Regions from separate parts of the Mus musculus genome. Here region 1 is linked to region 2. Evidence: chromatin contacts called from public HiChIP or PLAC-seq data. All regions are on one chromosome and are shown on one strand. The core of a region is the stretch at or near the end of the contact, and the rest is flanking DNA. Distances in the headings are between cores, read along the strand shown. Region 1 overlaps Crybg1 (crystallin beta-gamma domain containing 1). Region 2 overlaps Pdss2 (prenyl (solanesyl) diphosphate synthase, subunit 2).

Evidence for each region. HiChIP or PLAC-seq counts read pairs in DNA pulled down with a chosen protein or histone mark.
Region 1: an HNF4G HiChIP or PLAC-seq map of pancreatic cancer cells shows a contact between it and region 2. The contact joins two enhancer-like sites. A contact is called at or near these places in 2 of 115 datasets of contacts at active chromatin or transcription factors (bone marrow-derived macrophages and pancreatic cancer cells).

What each region holds. Positions count from the first base shown.
Region 1 is chr10:43,994,021-43,999,921 of GRCm38.p6, reverse strand. Crybg1 (crystallin beta-gamma domain containing 1) reads left to right here. Exons shown (of 22, transcript NM_001368305.1): 4 at 575-2,870. Among named protein-coding and RNA genes, the nearest start is that of Gm40636, 29 kb to the right of the region's middle. Within about 2 kb of position 1,276, at least 80 of the 459 cell types and tissues checked have an H3K27ac peak or open chromatin away from gene starts, as enhancers often do. A contact at or near this core is called in pancreatic cancer cells, where this site is marked.
Region 2 is chr10:43,435,995-43,441,558 of GRCm38.p6, reverse strand. It overlaps Pdss2 (prenyl (solanesyl) diphosphate synthase, subunit 2), which reads right to left. Exons shown (of 8, transcript NM_027772.2): 8 at 1,311-1,760. The coding sequence ends at 1,602. Among named protein-coding and RNA genes, the nearest start is that of Bend3, 40 kb to the left of the region's middle. Within about 2 kb of position 1,693, at least 95 of the 459 cell types and tissues checked have an H3K27ac peak or open chromatin away from gene starts, as enhancers often do. A contact at or near this core is called in pancreatic cancer cells, where this site is marked.

The sequences.
Region 1 (5,901 bases), core at 27-2,526, 560 kb before region 2:
CAGCTCAGTGGATACAGTGTGAGGACCTGAGACCCATAGAAAAGGTGGTCATGGGAATGAGTGTCTCTAATCCCAGCATTCCCGTAGTGAGATGGAAGATGGAGCCAAGAAAAGCTTGGCAGCTCCCAGACCTGACAACTTGGGTGTGCAGTGCTGAACATCGAGAGACTGTCTCAGCAAAGTCGAACCTTGACACCCATGGTTGTCCTCTGACTTCACACATGCATGCATGCATGCATAAATACATACTGCGCATTTAAAATATGGGAAGGCATTAAGTATTTAAATTTGTTCCTTATACCTTGTAATGTCTGCCAGTTCAGTGCCACTCACTGTGAATGAATATGAATACTTGGTAAATTAATAGTTTCTTAGATTTATAGTCTCATCTGTCATATGTAGGTAAGATACTTTATATTAAAAATATGTGCTAGTGTTTGTAGGATTGTTTAGGAAGTTTCATGGGAAAGCAGATACACACCAGGGGATGCGGACTTTGTGGTCTCTTTGGCAGCTGGTTTGTATGTCGACTTAACACCAGGCTGCTAACTGCCCTGTTGCTTTGTCCTTGCAGCCCCGCCAGACCCAAACATGTGGAACTAAATCTGAAAACTCCGAAGAATCCTGACAGTTTGGGAAATGAGCACAACTCATTTAGCCAGCCAGTTCATAAGGGGAACACAGCCAACAAAATCTCCTTATTTGAAAACAAGCGGGCTAACAGTAGCCCCCGCCACCCCGACGTCCGTAACACAAGGAACAATCCTCCCTCTAGTAAGACATTTGTTGGGAGGGCGAAGCTGAACTTAGCCAAAAAGGCCAAAGAAATGGAGCAACCCGAAAAGAAAGCTGTGTCAACCAGCCACCAGAATGGCCTGGTGGTCAAAGAGCCATCTGCAGAAGGGAAAGGCACAGCAGTCCCTGTCCCCAGAGAAGAGATTCGTCCAGCCACCAGAGGAGGGGAAGGAGAGTCCACCAAGGATCAGGTCCTCCGCCCTGAGCCTGAGCAAAGTGATAAGCTGGATGTACAAACAGACACTGCCTATCCTTCCCACCCAGGGCCCACTGCTCTGGTTCCTGTGAAGGACTCTGAGCTCTCAGGAGAGGGCCAGCCAGAGGCTGCTGACAGCAAAGGCCCCGTCCTTAACAACACAAGTGATGTTGCACAGGACATCGCTGCCATTTGTGATGCCAGAGAGGCTCCCCCAAAGCCACAGGATGCATTTTCTGACTCACAGCCAGCTTCAGCGGCTGAGTCAGCTAGGGAGTCATCTCTCCCGCCTTCTGCACCCATTTCTGTGGACGCTCCCCAAGATGGCTGTGTTCAAGTTCCCATATGCAGTGTTCCCTGCACTGCTCTAGAAGTGTCAGAAAACCACAATGGGTGTGTTTCGCCAGTCTCTCCTCACACTGAGAAAACTCCCATCTCCAAACCTGGAGTGGGAGAAGCCAGTCCCCCTTCCACTCCAGAGCACAGCCCAGAAACTATGGGGAAAGACTGTCCCTCCAAAGTCCTCGTCCAGGTCCGGTCCTTTGTGCTTCCCGTGGAGAATCCTCAGGATGTGAGCTCTCAGGTCATCTCAGAGAGCTCTGAAGTTAGAGAGGCACAGCTGCCAAGCTGTCACAGTAATGAGCCTGAAGTGGTGTCTGTCACCACTTGTGTTCCGCAGCACGAGGATGCACCAGACACATCACCCAAGGACATCCATCACAGAGAAGGACATGTGGCACAGTCTCGACCACACATCACACAGTCAGGACCTGAGAAGGCTCCGCCCATCCAGAGCAGCAGTGGGATGCCCCAGACAGCGGAGTTCATCCTCACCCACTCTCCCAGCAGCAGAAGTCATGCAGAAGGCCCCCAAAGGCCAGGTCAAGATGCGACCAGCCCACTTACCCCTACCAGGCTTTTGAACATTTCTGCTGGTAGTGACAATAGTGTCTTGGATTCTTCTTCTGATATGGAAAAATTCACTGAAATTATTAAAAAGATGGACAGTGCAGTATGTGTGCCCCAGAAAAAGAAGAAGGCCCGGGTCCCAAACTCTCCAGCCCCTCACTTCGCTATGCCTCCCATTCACGAGGACAGTTTGGAAAAGGTGTTTGATCCCAACGTGTTCACCATTGGTTTAGGGAAGAAGAAGGAAAGCCTGGCAGAGGTGTCACCAGCTTTGCACTTGTTGCAGAACCACGACCCCATATCCAAACTGAGAGCCAAGCGTGCATCCACCGAGCAGAGCATCGTCTTCAAGTCCTTGCACACTAACAGTAATGGGAAGAGCGAGCCACAGACCACTTCAGAAGCAAGTGACAAGGAGAACAGGGACATCAACAGCGGCGGCGTTAAGAGGTCACGGCTAGAAAACAGCACGCTTTTCTCAAGCATGCTTTCTTCTCTGCCACAAGACAAAGTCTTTTCTCCCTCCGTGACGTCAGTCAACACAATGAGCACATCTTTTAGCACTTCTCAGAACAGCTCCGTATCTCAGTCATCAGTGGTACAGCCCAGGAAGGAGGGTGGCCTGCCCTGTGGCTCAGACAAAGAACAGCCACACCTTGCACCCCACAACTCCTTAAAGGTCTTCAATTTCAATTCATCAAATACATCTCGTCTGGGTTCCAGCCACATGGAAAAGTACCCACAAAAAGAGGGAAGCAAGGAAGATGTGAATTCTCAGGGCAACCTACAATTGCCAGAAAACAACCTTTCAGACTTACCCAAACTGAAGAACAGCGATGGCGTGGAAGGTATTCTGAAGTCAAACCTGCCGAATGTTGGGAGCGTGGACGCGGACTTCCTGGGCCTTTTCAAAGCAAGCCGGTATGACCCAGGCCATTCCTTTTCTGGAATGTCCTTATCAGACTCTATGGTAAGTACTAATTCTTATTTAGATGGGATGTTTCTAAACCTAGAGGCAGTGAGGGGCTCAGGTTGTATTTTTACAGGGGTTGTACATGTGCAATAAGTTTCTATTTGTTTACCATGTACCTTTTGTTTTGTTTTGAGACAGGGTTTCTTTGTGTAGCTCTGGCTGTCCTGGATTTAGTTGTGTAGACCTGGCTGGCCTTGAATTCACAGAGATCCACCTGCCTCTGTGCTATGATTAAAGGTGTGCACCACCACTGCCTCACCCCTCTACCCCTACCTCTGTGCACTTTTAAATCTATGTGCAAGGAACTCTTGGAGTCCAAGAAACAAAGACACCAACACTTCCTCCCCCAAGACATTTGTGGCCAAGCCGGGAGAATAAGTTATGTTTCAAGGCATTTGTGAATGTCAGTGTTGTACTATGGAAAGTATAGGAAAGATGCTTTGAGCGATCAGAAAACCTAGGAGACTCGTATTCTTTGTATTCTCTGTAAAAACACTCAGTGCTATATTTAGAATTTTCAAGATGTGTGAAACAGCTTCCTCTACTTGCAAAGGCCCCGCCCAGCCCAAGGATCCCCCTTCTCCTTCCTCTTTGCTCTGAGGTTTCACTCGCTCTCCATAATCGTCATATGTGTAGTTGGGAAACTACCTAAATGGGAATTTGTCTTCCTCAAGTTTGTGGCATAAAGTTTAGTTTGCATTCGTTCTTTCCCTGATAGAGGGAGCTGCAAAATGCAGCTTCCATTTCTTCCTCTCTGAACTGCCTGAAGTTTCCTCTTTGATGGAGACTGAACGTAGGGCCTTTTGTTAGTAAGCACGCTGTTTGTTGCTGGGCCCCATCACCAGCCCAGGATTGTTTGTGCCCTTCTGGTTCCAAGCTCCCTGTTTAAGTTGAGGGAGACTGTGCCTATAACTTGCTTTGCAGTGAGCAAAGCTGTCAGGCAAGTAGAGACATGACCACAGAAAGGACCTGGCGCCCTTCTTCACTGGGCAGGGTGTGGAGGTGGTTTTTGCTATAATCCTCTCATGTTCTGTGATTTTGGAAGCTTTTTCAAAATACATGGTTGGCTAGTTGTGATGAGACATGTCACCAATCACAGCACTCAGGAGGCCAAGGCAGGTAGACAGAAAGTTCAAGACCTGCCTCAGCTGTTTAACATGACTCTGACTAACACACACGTGCACACACACAGGTTTTCAGCATTATTACATGCAGGTTCTCTTTTTCATGGATTTTGTAAACTAATAGATTTTAAACTTTTTCCTAATTAATTAATTAACTAATTAACTTATATCCTCGTCACTGGCCCCCCAGGTCCCCCCTCACACAGTCCCTCCCCTATCCCCACCTCCCCTTCTCCTCTGAGAGGGTGGGGCCCACCGGTGTATTCTCCTGCCCCCACCATGGCACATCAAGTCTCTCCAAGGCTAGGTACATCCTCTTCCACTGAGGCCAGACAAGGCAGCCCAGCCAGGGGAATGGGACCCATAGCCAGGCAATAGCTTTAGGGATAGTCACTGCTCTGGTTGTTGGGAGACCCACATGAAGACTGAGCTGCATATCTGCTATGTATGTGCCAGACCCAGCCTGTGTATGCTATTTGGTTGGTGGTTCAGTCTCTGAGAGGCTCCAAGGGTCCTGATTAGTTGACTCTGATGGCCTTCCTATGGAATTCCTGTTCCCCTTTGGAGCCTTCGATCCTTTCCCCATATCTTCCATAAGAGCCCTCGAGCTCCATCCAGTGGGTTTGTGAAGACCCATTTACCTTTGAATATTGAGATCTCCGAAGAACTTTTGTTTAATTGTGCAGCACATCTATATTAGAATTTCATGTGGGAACTCAGCCCCCCAGAAAACACGTGTGAATACTTCAGAGCAATGGCGTGCTGTAGACCCCATACTCACTCAGAAAGGGCAGATAACCTCTTGTTACTATGAGCATAGCTTTGAGCTCATGGGGCACCAGGAAAGGTTCTTGGGACAAACCTCCCTTACTCCAGGACCACCCCACCCCAGCCCAGCACTGCAGGATGTGAGCCCAGAGCTTCACACATGCCAATTATAAGCTCTTCATCACTGAGCTGTGTATTTTCATCGCCTTTTGACAATCCACCTGTACTACATAGAAATCCTAAAGGTTTTATCAGAAAAAAACAAGAAAAGAAAAAAAAAAAATGTCTCTCAAGCACAAGTTAGTTTTCTGCTGGTCCACTTCCCATTCATTTCGCCTTTGTTCCTGTTAGCTGATCGTAGATCATTTGTTATTTGGCTATAACCCAACAAGTCTGATTTTTAAAATTATTTTTTCTCAGGGATGGGGAAATGGCTCAGTTGTTAAAGCAGTTGCCTTGCAAGTATCAGGCACGAGAACTGGTTGGAGCCCCAGAACCCATGTAAATGTAGTGTGTGTGTGTGTGTGCATGCTCACATGTGTGTGAGCATGTGCCGTGACCCACCTGTGATCCCAGTGCTGGCAAAGGCAGACACAAGGTCCTCAGAGCAGACTGGTTAGCTAGACTAAACCTATTGGTGAGCTATGGATTCGGTTAAGAGACCTTGCTTCAATATATATGGCAGGAAGAGAGAACAACTCCCACAGTCGACCTCCAGTCTCCACACTCACATACATGTGTGCTCACACATGAACATCACACACACAAAATGGGAAAAAAAATATTTTCTCTCTGAAACGGAGTCAGATGGCATAAAAGAAGAAATAAAGAGTTTCGCTGACTTCTAGGCCTTTTGTGATATTTTTCAAAATGTCTTTCTTTGGGTCTTAGGCTTTGTTGCTTGTGGTTTATGTTAAATGTATTTCTTCATTTTTGTTTTAAATTTTAGGTTTTTCTTTCAGTTTACCAACTTGTCACATGTGCACAAAACAGCTCAACATATGCCCTCTGGTTGCTAATAATCCACACAGGGGTCTTACTTAGGCCTTGTGGTCCTAGTCCACTGGTGTGAGGAAGGGGTGAGACCAAAGGCTGGCCTCGGGAGAGGCACCCTGGCTAGCCTGCAAGGAGCCAGC
Region 2 (5,564 bases), core at 444-2,943:
AGGGGAGTGACTTTTGACCACACAGAGAAACAGATCCGAGGCGTGGGGTAGGCTCCTTCTCAGGAAAGTTAATGATTAGAACCTACTCAGAGCTATAGCATTGTCACCATAGTTACTAATTAAGCCATGCTCACTGAGAAGACTCGCTTCAAACAGACAAGTGCAATGCTCTATGGGCAATCTATAGATTGTGGTAGTGTGACCCAGTCACTTATCTTGGAGTCCACTCATAACAGCTTAACCTCTGTGGGCTTACACGTCCTCCTCACTGCAGGCCACAGGAGGGCCTGCTTCAAACTTTTGGGAGGAGGAATTCAACTAAGATGACTTCCCTAGTGTTTGAGCAGAGTAGGTAATACAATCTGCTTCCCGTGTTTTCTGTCTCCAGATAGGGCTGTAATTACACACAGGAGGAGGAAAGGCAGTCGAGACCAGTTATGTAAACTCAGCCTTCTTGTCAACGGGATTCTCCGATTGCATTTGTGCAAACCACGGCAACCGTCTGCCAACCGCATGGAGCCAGAATCCGATTGCAGGCCTATGTGAGCGCTTGTATTCTTTCTGGAACTCAGTGTCTGTGTCTCAATATCAAAAGTTGACATTCTGAGGTTAAAACAAAACTCTCACCAACCAAGGCCCAGTACTACAGTTACACTGCTGAAAGCTGGGGACACCAGAGGGAGTCCCCCAGACAAAGTGTCATAAATGGATACGTGGCTTTTGAAATATAGAAACTGGCCTTTGAATTGTATCTTTTTTGTTTGTTTTCCAGACAGGGTTTCTCTGTGTAGCTCTGGCTGTCCTGGAACTCACTCTGTAGACCAGGATGGCCTCGAACGCAGAGATCAGCCTGCCTCTGCCTCCCGAGTGCTGAGATTAAAGGTGTGTGCCACCATGCCAAGCTTGAAATGTGTCCTAAATTTGATCTTTAAGAAAGAAAGGCAGACACTTTCTTATACAATTGAGTCAACACTTGGTAACATTTTAATATTCAATTTCAAGTATTTGGCAGCTTAACATCTCCTTCACTTCTCCCAAATCTGATAAGAACTAGGATGCCCAAGCCTCTCACACTATATGCACATGATTTCAAGACAGCAGGCAACACAGACTTTTGCTTAATGCGTTGAGGTCTTCTCCACTACGACAGACTGGTCATTGGTGTTGATGTGTCCCCCAGAGCTGGCATCCAGTGCTTCGCTCGACACCTGCAGCTTCCAGCTTGCTCTGTCCTCTGTGGAAGGAAAACCACAGCCACCGCCCTGGCGCCATCCCGGGCTTGGTCCAATCAATAAGGACTTATTTCCTGTCCATTTGCTGAGGTCACGGGAGCGAGTCTCATTAATTATTTCTGTTGCTGAAGCCTCAAGTGTGCTCTGGCGTGACAAGTGAAAACCGCGTGACCTTTTTCCTTCTCGTTTTGTTTGTAGTGGTTCCAAAGGATAGATTCATTAAGCAGTCAGATAAAGGACAGAAAAAAAAAATACATATATTTCTAAAGTCATTAAACACGTTACTTATTTCATCACCAAAAGCTCTCCTGTCCGCCTCATTCTCTGGGTTTTTCAGCTAAGGAACAATAGTGTCTTTTTAATTTGGTGTCAAGAAAATCTGGTCACAGCAAACACAATGTTTTCTAAAGCCGATCTGGCCTCTGAGGGAGGGAAGCTCTCCAGGGCCTCTAGTGCCTTGTTTCCATGGTAACGACACAGGTCAATAGCTGAAGTCACACCTTTGCCAGCTTTGATTGTTTCTCGCAACTGTTAGGAAATAAATGCACAATAAGTCAGGTTTTGGTTGTACAGTGAGGACCACAATTTAACTGGGGGTGGGAGTGAGGGACAGGAAACACGTAAATCCAGTATTTCTGCTCTCTCGTCTGGAGAAAGAGGACAGGTTTCCAGGTGCTCTCCAGACACCATCACCTCCCTAAGGCTACGGGAGCCTCGCTCCAGAGCAGCACAATGGCTCCAATCAGCCCAATTACAGCTCCTCTCACAGCCACCCCTTGATCTGCACAGAGTCCCATGCTGGGAAGGCAGTAATGAAGGCCAAGCTGTGGTATCTCTGGCATTTGGAATTCAACAGCGAATTCAACAGCCTCTATTTTATGTGTGTGTGTGTGTGGGAGGGGGTGGGGGGTGGGGAGGGAGGAGGAGCCTCCATTAACATCTTCAAACTTAAAAAAAAAACAATTCAAACACCTTATGTTGATACAATAATCAAAATTCAAGAAAAACACATATTATTAAATCTGAGTATGACTTATTTAAAAACAAAAATATTTTCCTCGGGAAAATGGAACAAAGCATTTTTGCTAATGTAGTGGTTCTCACCAGCCAGCAAATTGACTTCCGGTCTCTCTCTGTGACCAAAGAAAGAACCAAAGGGTCTGACGGGCAATGCTCACCTTTAATTCCAACACTTGGAAGGCAGAGGCAGGTGGATTTCTGTGAGTTAGAGGTCAGCCAGGACTACATGGCCAGACTCTATTTCAAAAAACAAACCAACAAACAGAAAAACAAAGAGGGGGCTGCAGATTTGCCTTGGCCTGCACTCTCCTCCATCTCTGGCGGCTCCCCAAAGCTTCCACAGGCAGCTAGCTGCACGCATATGCGCCAGGCCATACAAGTGACTAGCAATAACATCTTAAAAACACTAAACAAAATCATTATAGTTGTAGTTGGAAAAGGCTTCATCTTTTGAACTTAAATGACCTTGTCCTGTTCAATAGTCTCAGTGAGGGTCTCCCTCACTCCCTCACCTAGGCACCAGGCAGTCCCTGGCTAGCTCACCTGAGGCCAACTCCTCTGACTCTTAGAGACTGGGTGGGGCCAGGTAGTAAGACCCAGTCTATGAGTCATGGAAGATGCATGCTATGGACGGGATGCAGCACGGAACTGTCCGTGGGAATCCCTCTAGGGCTTTCCCTCTGGCGCTGGGGTAGCCCCACAGCAGAGATATTCTACTGCCTGGATACCTGAGTCACAGCAGGGAGCATTACAGCCTTCCTGTGAACGTTTCCTTTTCGTTTTCTGAGACAGGGTTTCTCTGACCTGGATATCCTGCCAGGAAGGTGCTGGCTGTCCTGGAACTCAGAGAGCTGCCTGCCTCTACTTCCTGAGTGCTGAGACTAACAGACAGCATTGCCACCGCTGGACGGATGTGGACATCTTCACTGACAGTCAGCAAGCCCTCATCTCTGCAGCTCCTTTGAGCTCTTTGATTTTCTACTTTTTAAACTGTGCTACACTGGGGTTCTCATCTTCCCCCCAGCTAGGTTATTTTCACATCCTAAAGATCCTTCCCAAGCTCCATCCACATTGCCACACTGCCAAAAAGGTTTATAAATCAAATACGGTCTCGTCTAAAATCTGTCACTGCCTTCCGACAGCCTTAGCAGTTCAAGTTCCCCAGGAGGAACAAGAGTCCTCTCTCCAGTCCCTCCCAGCTTCGTTTTTCTCCCTTCTGTCTTCTGCTCATGTATTAAGGGGAGCTAGCCGCAGTTTTCAGAGCTGACACACTGGCTCCCTTGGGGTTGCCGGTCCACTCCTAGTAAGCCCCTCCCACCCGGATTCTACCTGGGTGGAAGGCACTCAGCCACCCAGGACGATGGCACCAGGGACCAGCTGCTCTTCTCCCTCTGGAGTAGCCTGTGTGCTTCTGGAGTACAGTTACTACAGTGTTGTACTTTAATGTTCTACTCACGTACTGACTTCCCTGTGAGACTTTAAGCTACATACTGTATAATACATAAAACATGAATAAAAATATATGCTGGTGTATTACTCTAATTATAGGATAAAGGGGTTAGAGGTCCAGGGAAGCTCAGTTACTCCAGATATTAGAAGAGGCCACATTTCTTGTTTTCAGCTTTCCTTACAGTGTGTGTGTGTGTGTGTGTGTGTGTGTGTGTATGTGTGTACACGAGTGCACATGCATGCATAAACCCACAAAATTGTGGTATGAGATCAGGTTCTCTTCTTCCATTTTCATGTGGGTTCTGGGGATCAAACTTATGTGAAGCTTGTGTAGTGTAATTATACCTGTGAAGCCATCTCACTTTTGGGGGACCAGGGCAGACAGCATCTCACTCTGCCTGGCCTTCTCACTATATATCATCTCTGCCTGAATTACACTCTCAGCAATTCTTCTGTCTCAGCCTCCCCCACGAGATGGGATTACAAGCATGTACCGCCATCCGCCTCTGAGGCCATGTTTTTCTGCTGCCTTCTCCCATAGAGCCACTTTCTACTAAACTTTAGACTCCGATCACTCCAGCCTAGGCTTCCCCAGGATCCTGCCAAGGACTGAGTGAGTGCACAGCCAGATTCAAGTTTCTGTCTTAGCTCTACCATTTGAGGGACACAACTCAACTAACTGTTCCTGGCTCTAAACGAGGATCCTATCAACTCCACGGGGATGGGTGGGGCTGCACGAGAGCACAGATTACTGGACAGTAAAATCATGGTTGCACTCATGGCTATAGCTCAGCCTGCTTAGCTCTCCCCCCAAGGCCTTAGTTCTCCCTGACTATGGCATTCCACCTAATCAGATCAAATTAGTTTTGCTTTCATCTACAGTAAGCTCAGAGGCGGCTGGACTCAGATTCTGAAGACACTTAGGTGAGTGTGGCCCTGTTTTCATTACAGCAGTCAACGTTCCTTGGACAAGCCAAATGCTTTAGACTTCTAGGCTGGCAACCGAGGCATGTGGATATCTGTTAGAGGAGTCAAATGCTGAATTTCTAAGAACTCTTGGGGCACCAACTAATGTCAGAGTCATGTCCTCTCTGCTCAAGGCCCAGGAGCTAACTAAAGAGAACCTGAACTGCAGCAATACCAAGGCAGCGATGTGGCACTATAGGTGCAGGGCAGGGCAGGGCAGATAAGGTCAACCAGGAGAGATACCAGAAAGTCTTGCAGAGTGGGCTTTGATGAGACGTGGGGTCAAGAGTAGTAAGTTAACTGCAGGGGAAGAAGGCTGTGGGGAGCAGTAAGCAGAGCGTGCAGGGAGGAGCAGAGCTGAGAACAGCACGCCTGGCAGAGCCAGGCAGCAGGGACCATGACAGCTCTGAAAACCAGGCTAAAAAGTCTTCTATTTTTTTCTTCAAAATTTAATTAGAAGCACACCTTTGGTGCACGCCATTGGCAGCAGGCTGCTTCATCCTGGTTTTGACTTGCATAATCACAACACTGCGATTACACCAGGAGAGTTAACTAGAGACATTTTAAAAGTCATTTCACTAAGCATTATTGCTGCGTGTCTGTGCGAGAGGGACCGTGGGCAGGCAGGCCACGGTACAATGTGGAGAGCACAGGATGCTTTCAGAACTTGGTTCTCGCATCGCGGGCTCTGGAAATCAAACTCAGGTCAGGCGTCCCAGCAGCCGCTTTTATTTGCTGACCCACTCTGCCAGCCCAGAAAGTTAACTAGGAACGTTAGATAGTTCCCTATCATCGTCTAGCTAGTCCTTGTCTTAGAGCAGTCTAATATTTTTAATTATTTTAATAAAAAGAATGTGTGTGGGTCTTTGGCTTGCATGTTTGTCTGTGCATCATGCT